Linked DNA regions of Oryctolagus cuniculus: region 1 is linked to region 2. The links are chromatin contacts, called in public Micro-C maps. All regions are on one chromosome and are shown on one strand. The core of a region is the stretch at or near the end of the contact, and the rest is flanking DNA. Distances in the headings are between cores, read along the strand shown.

Region 1 (4,919 bases), core at 733-3,232, 230 kb after region 2:
TGTGGGGGGGTGGTTATCACTGATCTAGGCGCAGAGGGGACACTTCCAGCTGACATGGTGTCGAGGAAAGTGAGGACTGCCTGTCCCTAAAACCGTAATAAGGGCTCCGGCTTTGACACTGATGGCTCTACCCAGCTACACAGATATAATGCATAGCAGGGAATTACTTACAGTCCGTGTGCACGCACCAAGAAATAACGCATTTACCTGGGAGAGAAAGTTCTCATCTGTATTCAGGATTAAACTTTCTCATTCTAAGCCACCAGGCTTTGGCTCTAAGGGTATTTCTGCTGCAAGGTTTAAAGAAGTGATCCATGAAATCTTCTAAAATTCTGGAGAGTGCTGAAGAGATAATTTTCACATAACAAAAAATAAAAAAAAAATCCTGTCGTGGGCATGGCCAACAAATTCTAGGCACAAACTAACTGAACACCTACTACGCGACCCAGCACAACGCTGGCTGGACGCGACTTCTAACACGGTCGCGCGACTCCTCCCTCGCGGTCCGCACAAAGCCGGCGCGGCTGCAGGCGGCAGGAAGAGTCAGCCAACTCCGAATCCGGGGTGCCGGAGGTGCCTCCCGGCGGGGCGTCGCGTGCCCAGGGTCTTTCGGGGACCCCCGAACTCGCGCAGCGGCGGCGAGAGCCTGCCGGGCGGCCACGGCCCGCGGCTGCCGCCCACGGCGAGTGCGAGGGGACGGCAGGTGACGGCCCGGCGCCCCTGAGGAAGTGAGGCCGGCGCGGGGCGGCTCCTCCTCACCCCGCTTTCCTGCCCGGCGCGCCCGCGAGCGGAACTCGGCGCCCCGGGCCACGCGGGGGCCGGCGGCCCAGGTAGCCTCCCGGGCGGCGCCGCGGGTCCACGCCGCGCGGGGCCGGGCCCCCACCGCGCACCCGGAGCGCGCCCCGAGGACGGGCGCGGGGGTCCCGCGGGGGGACGCGAGCCTGCCCCGGGCGGCCACGGCGGGTGTGGCCAGCGCCGCGCGGCAGCTCGCCAAGGCGCCTCCGACTTTTTACCTTTCCCGCTCCCACACACAGCTCGTCGCCCTCGTGACCACCCCCCCCCACAAGCCCGCGCCCCGTCCCCACGCACCCCCGCCACCCCCCACCACACCTGAGGAAAAGTTCTTTTCCCTCGCCCCTCGCATTCAAACTCCACGGCGTCCGCGGTGGCCGCAAACCATCCCGTCCCTAGCAACGAGGTTCCGGCCGTAGAGCGAGCGCCTCTAGGTGTAAGGAAGGTGATGTCGTAAAGCCGCGAGTGTCGTAAACCAGGTGCGGTGGGGAGGGGGAGGGGGAGGGGTGGAGGCGGAGGGGTTGGTGGGGGGGGAAGGGGGAGGGAGGGAGGGGGAGGAGGTGACTCGAGCATTTAGACACAAGCGAGAGGATCATGGCGGATGGCCCCAGGTGTAAGCGCAGAAAGCAGGCGAACCCGCGGCGCAATAACGGTGAGCGGCGGAGGGGCCCGGGGAGCGGCGGAGTCCGGGGGAGCCGGGCGGCCGGGGGGCGCCCCCGGGGGGGAGGGGGGCGCGCCGGGCCGGGGGCGGCCGGGGCAGGGACGGGCAAAGTGGAGTGGGAAAGTAGAAAGTAGTGCTCTCTGCCCCCCTCCGCTGCCGGCGCGGCGCCGCGGCCGCTCGCCCTGAACCGTTATGTCTCTTACCTGGGCTCTCTCCGCCTAGCGGCTCCCGCCGCCCCTGCCGCCCGCCGGGACCGTTAGCCGCCGCCGCCGCCGCCGCCGCATCCCCGGCGCGGGGCGGGCGGCCACTTTTCGGGTCGCGGCGGGAGCGGCTGTTGCTTCTCGCCGCACTTTTCTGCCCACTCTGCGGCCCCTCGGCGCCTCCCCCCTCCTTCTCCCCAGCCCTCGCGGCGCCCCTGCTCCCCCAGCGCCCGGGCCCCCCGGGGCAGCCGAGCAACAAACTTGTGCCCGGCGCTGGCCGCGCCGCGCGGCTTCCGCGGCCGGCGCTCGGGCCGGGCCGGGCCGGGCGTTGCGGGCGGCGGCGGCGGCGGCGGCGGCGGGACGGGCGGCCGCGGGCTGCGTGTCGTCCGTGCGCGCGTGTGCGCGGGCGCCGGCGGTGCGCGGCCGGGCGGCGGTAAAGTTGGGAGCGGCGCGCTGGCGGCATTGGGGCGGGGGGTGCTGGTGGTCCCTCAACGCCCCCTCCTCGCCGCGGCGCGTTCGGGCCCCTCCCCGAAGCCTGGAGCTCCGGGGCAGGAGCCCCCCGAGAGGGAGGTCCCCACGGTGCGGGGGAGCCGGCGAGGGGGCACCGGGCAGCTGCTTGCTGCGGGGGGAGCCCTGTGTGTGTGTGTGTGTGTGTGTGTGTGGCGGGCGTGTTGGTGGAGTTGTTACCTGGGCTTCGGGACCGGGGAGCCCCGCACACAGCTCGGGTCCCCCTCTCCTCCCGGGGACGCCGCCCCCACCCCCCACCCCCGGGGGGGGGTGCCTTGGGAGTGGGGGCGGCTGGGCTGTGTGTGCGTTCGCCCCCGGGGCTTTTTTCATTTTTTTTTTTCTCTTTCGGTTTTTTTTTTTTTTGGGGGGGGGGGGAGCGGGAGTTGTTACCTGGGCCGGACGCACGGAGCGCGGAAGCCGGAGACCGGCGGGGGGGGGGCTCGCTGGGGGGGCATCTCCGGCGGGGGAGGGGGCGGGCGGACCCACGGACGCCCGGGTCCGCCCGCCGCAGTGTGTGTGGATGCATGGGTGCCGGTGCGCCAGGGCAGCGCGCACCCCCGGGAGCATGTGGCGGCGGCCGCCCGCGCGGGTGGCAGTTGCGGGAGACGCTGGAAATCGCCGGCGGCCCCGGCTGGGCGCGGGGTCCGCCGCGTGGTATTGTCTGCGCGGGGCCCCGCGGCCCCCGCCGGGTACCTGTTTGTCTCGGAATGGGCGGCGACGGCCGTGCTGCGGCCGCGGCTATATAAGGAGTGACGCGCGCACGGCTCGGACCCGCCGGGGCCGCTCGGGCTCCTGCGTTATTTTTAAAAGGAGTTGTTGGCTTTTCTTATTAATTTTTTTTCTTTTTCCTTCCAAGCCAGGGATGGGAGAGTTGGTGGGGGGGCGGGGAGGACCCAAGGCGCCTGCCTTGGGATCGCGGTGGCTCCCAGATTTAAAAAAAAAAAAAAAGCAGCACCACTGGGGGCCATGGGCGTCTCGCGGACAGGTCGCGCGCGCCGCCCCCGCGCCCGGTGTCCCCGGCGGCGGCTCGGGTGGGCAGTCGGCGGTGCGTGTGCGGGGGGCGGGGGTCTCCCGCGCAGCGCAGGGGCAGGTGCGGGAGGCCCTCCCCCGGCAGGAGCATGCCCGCGCCGGCGTGGGTCGGGGGGCTGCGCGCTAGGTGGGACCGCGAGGTGGCTGCCGGCGTTCGTTCGTCATCGCGGAGCGGCGAGCTGCCGCCGCCAGGAAGGGAGCCCGGGCGGCGACGGCGACCTTAATTTCCTGTCGCAGCGCGCCGGCGGTCGGTGGAGGTGGCTTTTATGAGAGGTAAGTGGGTTCGCGCGGCGGGCCGTGGGGGCTCCTCCGGCTGCTGACGACATGTGTGTGACACGCGGGGCTGAGCCGGCGCGCGCCTGTGCGGCCGCTGTCAACATGTTTACCTGAGCGGGGCGGAGCGGGCGGCCGCCCTTCTCCCCGAGGCTCGCGGTGGGCATATCAACAGATGACTGAGGTGGGAGAGGCCCTGCGGGGAGCTGCGGGGAGCCGCCGCGAGAAGGAGGCCGGGGCCGCTGCAGCAAATGGCAACTTGTGCAGGTAGAAAAAAAAAAAAAAAAAAAGATGGTGTTCCGCTGCGCTGCGGGCCCTCCGTCGTCCCCGGTCTGCTGGGGGAGGGACCCGTGCGCCCCGCTCGCCGGCCCGCCGGCGGGGCTTCTCCTTTGTGCTCCGATCCGCAGAGGAGCTGAGCGGGCAGCGGCCGGTCCGCAGTGTGCACGACGCTGGGAAAACAAAAGGTGTCTGAGATAGCGCTGTGCCACCACAGGTACCTTCCATGTTCGTCACTTTTCACTCTGTCCTCCCATCTCTTTTTGTTCTCAGATGCGTTTCGCTCGTCGCCGATGGGTCCAAGCCGTGCTGTTTGATGTTAGCCTCGTTATTTTGCAAATTAAAAAAAAATATATATATATATATATATGAAGTTACGGGCCATTGTGTCGTGAGACCTCGGGTTAGGTGCCGCTTGAAAATTCTTAGCAATGCGGTCATATTTCGAGTTGCAGACGTGTGTTGAACAGAATTGCTCAGGGGGGAAAATGTTAACTGCTGAGTCGTTGGTACGAGGCAGTGAGTGGTCGCTGGTCCCAACGGTGGGAGATGGCCATGGAGACACTTTGTTACTCATTTGTGAATATTATTGGATTCATTTTGAAATAAGGGGTGCGGATTGTACGGCCCAGCCTCTGGCAGAACATTTCCGTCTCCTTTCTGGAATCTGCCTGCGGGCCGGGATGTTAACGGGGCAGTAGCAGGTGCCATCGCTTGGCAGGGGTGGACCGGCCGAGCCACGTTCAGCCGGAGGGAGCATCAGACCTGGTGCGGTACCTATGGTGATGACGTGAGCCCTCCGTAAGGGCGCCACATCAGAGCTCCTTAGACTCATTTTTGCCAGTTACAATTGAATGCTTTGCTGCAGTTTTAAAATCTGCCTTTTCTCATTCTCCGCTTCCTATGTAATGCGTTTTTCTTACTGTTCTTGCTTCGGAGGGGGGCGGGGATACACCCCAGGTATTGCGTGCTAGACCACATGCTGATTAATTCACTTGACTTGTCCTGGAATAGCAGGTACATAGCTTTCTGTCATTAGCGCCATTCCGCCTTGCTGTCTTTGCAAACCACCAGTAGAGGATGCTAACAAAAATGATTATTAATGTAGCAGGATCCTAAGTGTCTGTGTCTCTCGTCTGTCTCCCCTCCCTCTCCACCCCTCCCCCGCCCTTCTGTGCTGA
Region 2 (4,499 bases), core at 97-2,596:
CTCCACCCCGGGCTCAGCGTGTCCACCCGCAGGGCCCAGGGGCTGACCCGGGACACTGGATCCCTTAGTCCCTGAGGGAACCCTCCACCCTGAGCTCAGTGTGTCCACCCGCAGGGCCCAGGGGCTGACCCGGGACACTGGATCACTTAGTCCCTGAGGGAACCCTCCGCCCTGAGCTCAGTGGGTCCACCCGCAGGGCCCAGGGGCTGACCGGGACACTGGATCACTTAGTCCCTGAGGGAACCCTCCACCCCGGGCTCAGCGTGTCCACCCGCAGGGCCCAGGGGCTGACCCGGGACACTGGATCTCTTAGTCCCTGGGGGAACCCTCCACCCTGAGCTCAGTGTGTCCACCCGCAGGGCCCAGGGGCTGACCCGGGACACTGGATCTCTTAGTTCCTGAGGGAACCCTCCACACAGGGCTCAGCGTGTCCACCCGCAGGGCCCAGGGGCTGACCCGGGACACTGGATCCCTTAGTCCCTGAGGGAACCCTCCGCCCTGAGCTCAGTGTGTCCACCCGCAGGGCCCAGGGGCTGACTGGGACACTGGATCCCTTAGTCCCTGAGGGAACCCTCTGCCCTGAGCTCAGCATGTCCACCCGCAGGGCCCAGGGGCTGACCTGGGACACTGGATCCCTTAGTCCCTGAGGGAACCCTCCACACGGGGCTCAGCGTGTCCACCCACAGGGCCGAGGGGCTGACCCGGGACACTGGATCCCTTAGTCCCTGGGGGAACCCTCCACCTGAGCTCAGCGTGTCCACCCGCAGGGCCCAGGGGCTGACCCGGGACACTGGATCCCTTAGTCCCTGAGGGAACCCTCCACACGGGGCTCAGCATGTCCACCCACAAGGCCCAGGGGGTGACTAGAAGCAATCCAAGACCCCTTATCAAGGAAGGCGCGGGGCAGGACTTTGCACTTGAACTTTCTCCAGAGGCTCTCCGGGCCCCAAGGGAGAAGGTGCGGGGCCCCGCCTCGCGGGGCGCGGCCTCGCCTCCCCTGACCCCTGCTCCCTCCCGCCAGGAGGGCGCGCCCGGGCTCCGAGCGGGCACCTGTGCCTTCCAGGTTCTGCGGCTCCCCCGGCCTCCCAGAGATCAAAGGCCCCCCACAGCCGCCGCCGCCGCCTGGCCTGCCCAGGAACACACACCCGGGCCCCGCACACCCAGGAAGCTGTAGGATCCTCACAAACTTACAGTTATCCCACAGCGCGCGTCACGGCGGGCTGACGTCACCGGCCCGGCGCCCCGGCAGGTCAGTCCCCGGAGGGGCGGGGCGGGGCGCCGAGGCTCCGCCCCCTGCGCCGCGCGGGAGACACGCCCTCGCCTGGGCTGCCCCGCCCCGGCGCGACGCCAGGCGCAGGCGCACACGGTGCTGTGGCCGCGTGCCGGTGGGCTTCGCACGCACGGACGCCTGTCCCGAGAGCCCCGCCCTGGGGGCCGGGGGGGAGGAGGTAGACATGGACTGAGCGACAGGCGGCGACAGAAAACCCCAAGCCGTCGCCCTGGGGGATGGAGTAGGGTGCCGCGTGTGTGAAGTAGTTTTTCCACAGGCGCTGCCTTTGCTCGCCTCACATGTTCGTTAAAACTGCGCCACGTGTGGAAACCGCCATCTGCGCTCCCTCAGGTGCCACCGGCTCCTCAGGCTGGCGGGCTCAGCTCCGCCCCTGGCTGCGAGCAGCCCCGCCCCCGCCCGGCCGCGGGCCCGCCCACCCAGGCTGGGCCCGCCCTCCAGGCTCCGCCCTTCCGGCTGCGGGGCGCGCGCGCATGCGCACCGCTTCCGCCCTGCCTGCGACCCCCTTCCCGGTTTTTTTTTTTTTTTTTTTTTTTTGCTTCTCCCGTTCCTAGGAGATCTCTCCCGTTTGGGCTCAGGGGAGCCGCTGTGCAGTTTAATAACCTGTGAGGCGGCTGAGCACGTGTGGACAGCTCGTCGCCGGTGTAAACTTTCTCTCCCTGCCCCCCCCCACCGCTCACGTGACGCTCCCTGGCTGGGTCCGAGGATAAAAAGGGAAAATGAAGGCGCGAGGGACCGCCAACCGCAATATTAACTCCACTTCCGGTTGTGTTCTCGGTGGCCCGCCCGGTCGGAGATGCCGGGGCTGGGGGCGGGGGGGCGGATTAAAGAACGGGAAAAGCAGGCCTTGGGGGGACACGGGCCCCAAGGAGGGGGTGCTGGAAAGAGCAAGGAGCTAGACAAGGACGTGAAACCGGGGTGAACAGCCGGGAGGGGTTCCGCGGGGCAGCCCTGGACAGTGGTGCTGTTTCAGGGCAGGTTCCCCTTTCCGACGATGCCGAGGTTTCCCACGCGGTGTTAAGAAACCCTGCAGTTTTGTCTTCCTTACTCCTGTGCCTATAAAGTGTGCGCATGCGCGTCGTTCCCCCAAATTGGCATTTTGCGGAGGTGAAATGGTTTGCACGCCTCTGGGAGTAACCCGCGGGTGAGTTACACTGGCGTGGGAGTAGCCCAGGAGCGGACCACGAGGGTGTTACACTCTAACACGGGAGACTTTGGCCTCCGAAAGACGGGAATTTACTCCGTGCTTCCCGTGTTCGGTTCAGCATTCTGTTTCCTCTTGATGTCCCTGGTTGAACCCTCCAGTACTCGGGCAGAGGGCATGTCCAGTTGAAATGAGTGAGACAATGCAGAATACACTGGAATTTCTCCGGATGAGTGGCCAGACACTAGGGTCAGAAGTGTTGCTGTGAGAGCAAGTGTAAGGAGAGATGCGCCGCTTTCTCTGAGGCAGTCAGACCCCGAGACCTCGAGCTTTGGCCTTGGCCTTGGCAGGTGTGAGACCTCTACCCTGGCCCCTGGGTTTTCTCCCTAGCGGTCCCTTCAGGTTGCTACCTGCTGCCCCTGGTCGTCTGACCGCCTCTCTTTCGGTGCACAAAATGCATCCCTGGCTCCTTCTTAGCAAGCTGAGAAAAGCTGAACCTAAAATAAGAGAGAATTTGTGATACAAGGGGAAAATACATGGGGAAAAGAAACACAGTGGCGAATTTTTGAATGTTTCTTGTATGCTAAGCACGTCATCCGTGCAGGTAGGTGAGGTGAGTGTTGTTCAGAGGAGGCAAGCCATGGTGCAGAGACCAGGGCACACGGTGGCAAGACCTGCACTCATACTCCAGACCCCACAGCCATATTCACTGATCTGCCTGGGTTTCAGATAACAACCCACAGATAACAAGTAGACTATCGCTAAGATAAGCACATTTTAGCTCCAAAAGACCCCAAGGTCTGGGCCTCTTCTCCACTCTTTCCCTCCCTGTCTCCAAGGAGGATCACATTTTATGGTTCAGGTGCTCACCAAGACTTGCCAAATTGATTGTGTGACCCTGCGTGAACTGCCACCCTCAAAAACCCGAATCAGAATCCGAGATATAAACTATCAGGTTGTATCACACGTAGTAAGGGTTAATTTTTCCCCAAAATTTGGTAAACTAATGTTTGAATAATCTGTGTGTCTTCTGTGTTAGATTGTTAAATGTATCTCTCACTATGAATCTCACTCACACCAGTTGAGTAAACACGATCGTAATCACCTCTTGCCTAAACTATGTGCATGGTTCATCCTTCAGGGTCAAGGCCAAGAAAAACAAAATCCTACTCTGTAGCCCCCTTGCTTGACTCTGGAAGCTGTGAGGTCTGGTCTGAAAGATTACTTCCCAGATAATCAACACAATAATCAAGTCACTCTTGATTTGAGGAAGGCTTTTTGCCTGTAGCGCAAACCCAGAGTGTATTAATAATGTAAAGAACATGTATAGGAGCTGGCATTGAACTGCTGTCTGAGATGCCAGCATCCCACATGGGTTCTGGTTCCTGTCCCAGCTGCTGGCCTGAGAGGAGCAGCAGAAGATGGCCCAAGCGTTTGGGCCTCTGTCACCCACGTGGTAGTCTGAAATGAAACTCCTGCTTCTTGGCTTTGGCTGGGCCCAGCGCCGGCCATTGCAGCCATCTGGTGAGTGAACCAGTAAGTGTAAACAGAGAGAGTTTCTCTCTCTGTTTCTCCTTCTCTATCTGTAATTTTGACTTCCAATAAATAAATCTGTATTTAAATATGTATAAATCAAGATTTGAAAAGGGGTGAGTGTTTGGCACAGCAGGTAATAAGTTGCTTGGAATACTGACATCCTATATTGGAGTACCAGGATTTGGGTTCTGTCTCAGCTCCAAATTCCACCTTCCTGCTAATGTGCACCCTGGGAGGCGGCAGGTGATGGCTCAAGTACTTGGGTCCCTGCCACCCACATGGGAGACCTGGGTTAAATTCCTAACTCCCAGCTTTAGCCTGGCCCAGCCCCAGCTGTTGCAGGCATGTAGGGAGTGAACAAGCAGATGGAAGATTGATCTATTTCTACCTCTGCCTTTCAAATAAATGAAAGTAAAGTTTTAAGAAGAGTTAAACAGAGTAAAAAGTAGTTTGTTCACACAATGGAGCAGAGATAAGGAGCTTGCGGAAGGAAGACCTGGGACAAATTGGAAAGCCAAGGAGAGCTGTGTG

What was found. A called contact is a pair of places that touch in the nucleus more often than the background predicts.
Region 1: a contact with region 2 is called in a Micro-C map of ear pinna, with 5 times the contacts expected there. The contact joins the promoter of LOC127483600 here to the promoter of ZNF438 in region 2. A contact is called at or near these places in 2 of 6 Hi-C or Micro-C datasets (ear pinna and an unstated tissue).

The regions. Positions count from the first base shown.
Region 1 is chr13:101,883,538-101,888,456 of mOryCun1.1, forward strand. LOC127483600 (alanine and proline-rich secreted protein Apa-like) reads right to left here and starts at 1,983. Exons shown (of 2, transcript XR_011381726.1): 1 at 1,657-1,983. ZEB1 (zinc finger E-box binding homeobox 1) reads left to right here and starts at 1,140. Exons shown (of 9, transcript XM_070056087.1): 1 at 1,140-1,271.
Region 2 is chr13:101,652,739-101,657,237 of mOryCun1.1, forward strand. ZNF438 (zinc finger protein 438) reads right to left here and starts at 1,347. Exons shown (of 11, transcript XM_070056065.1): 1 at 1,192-1,347.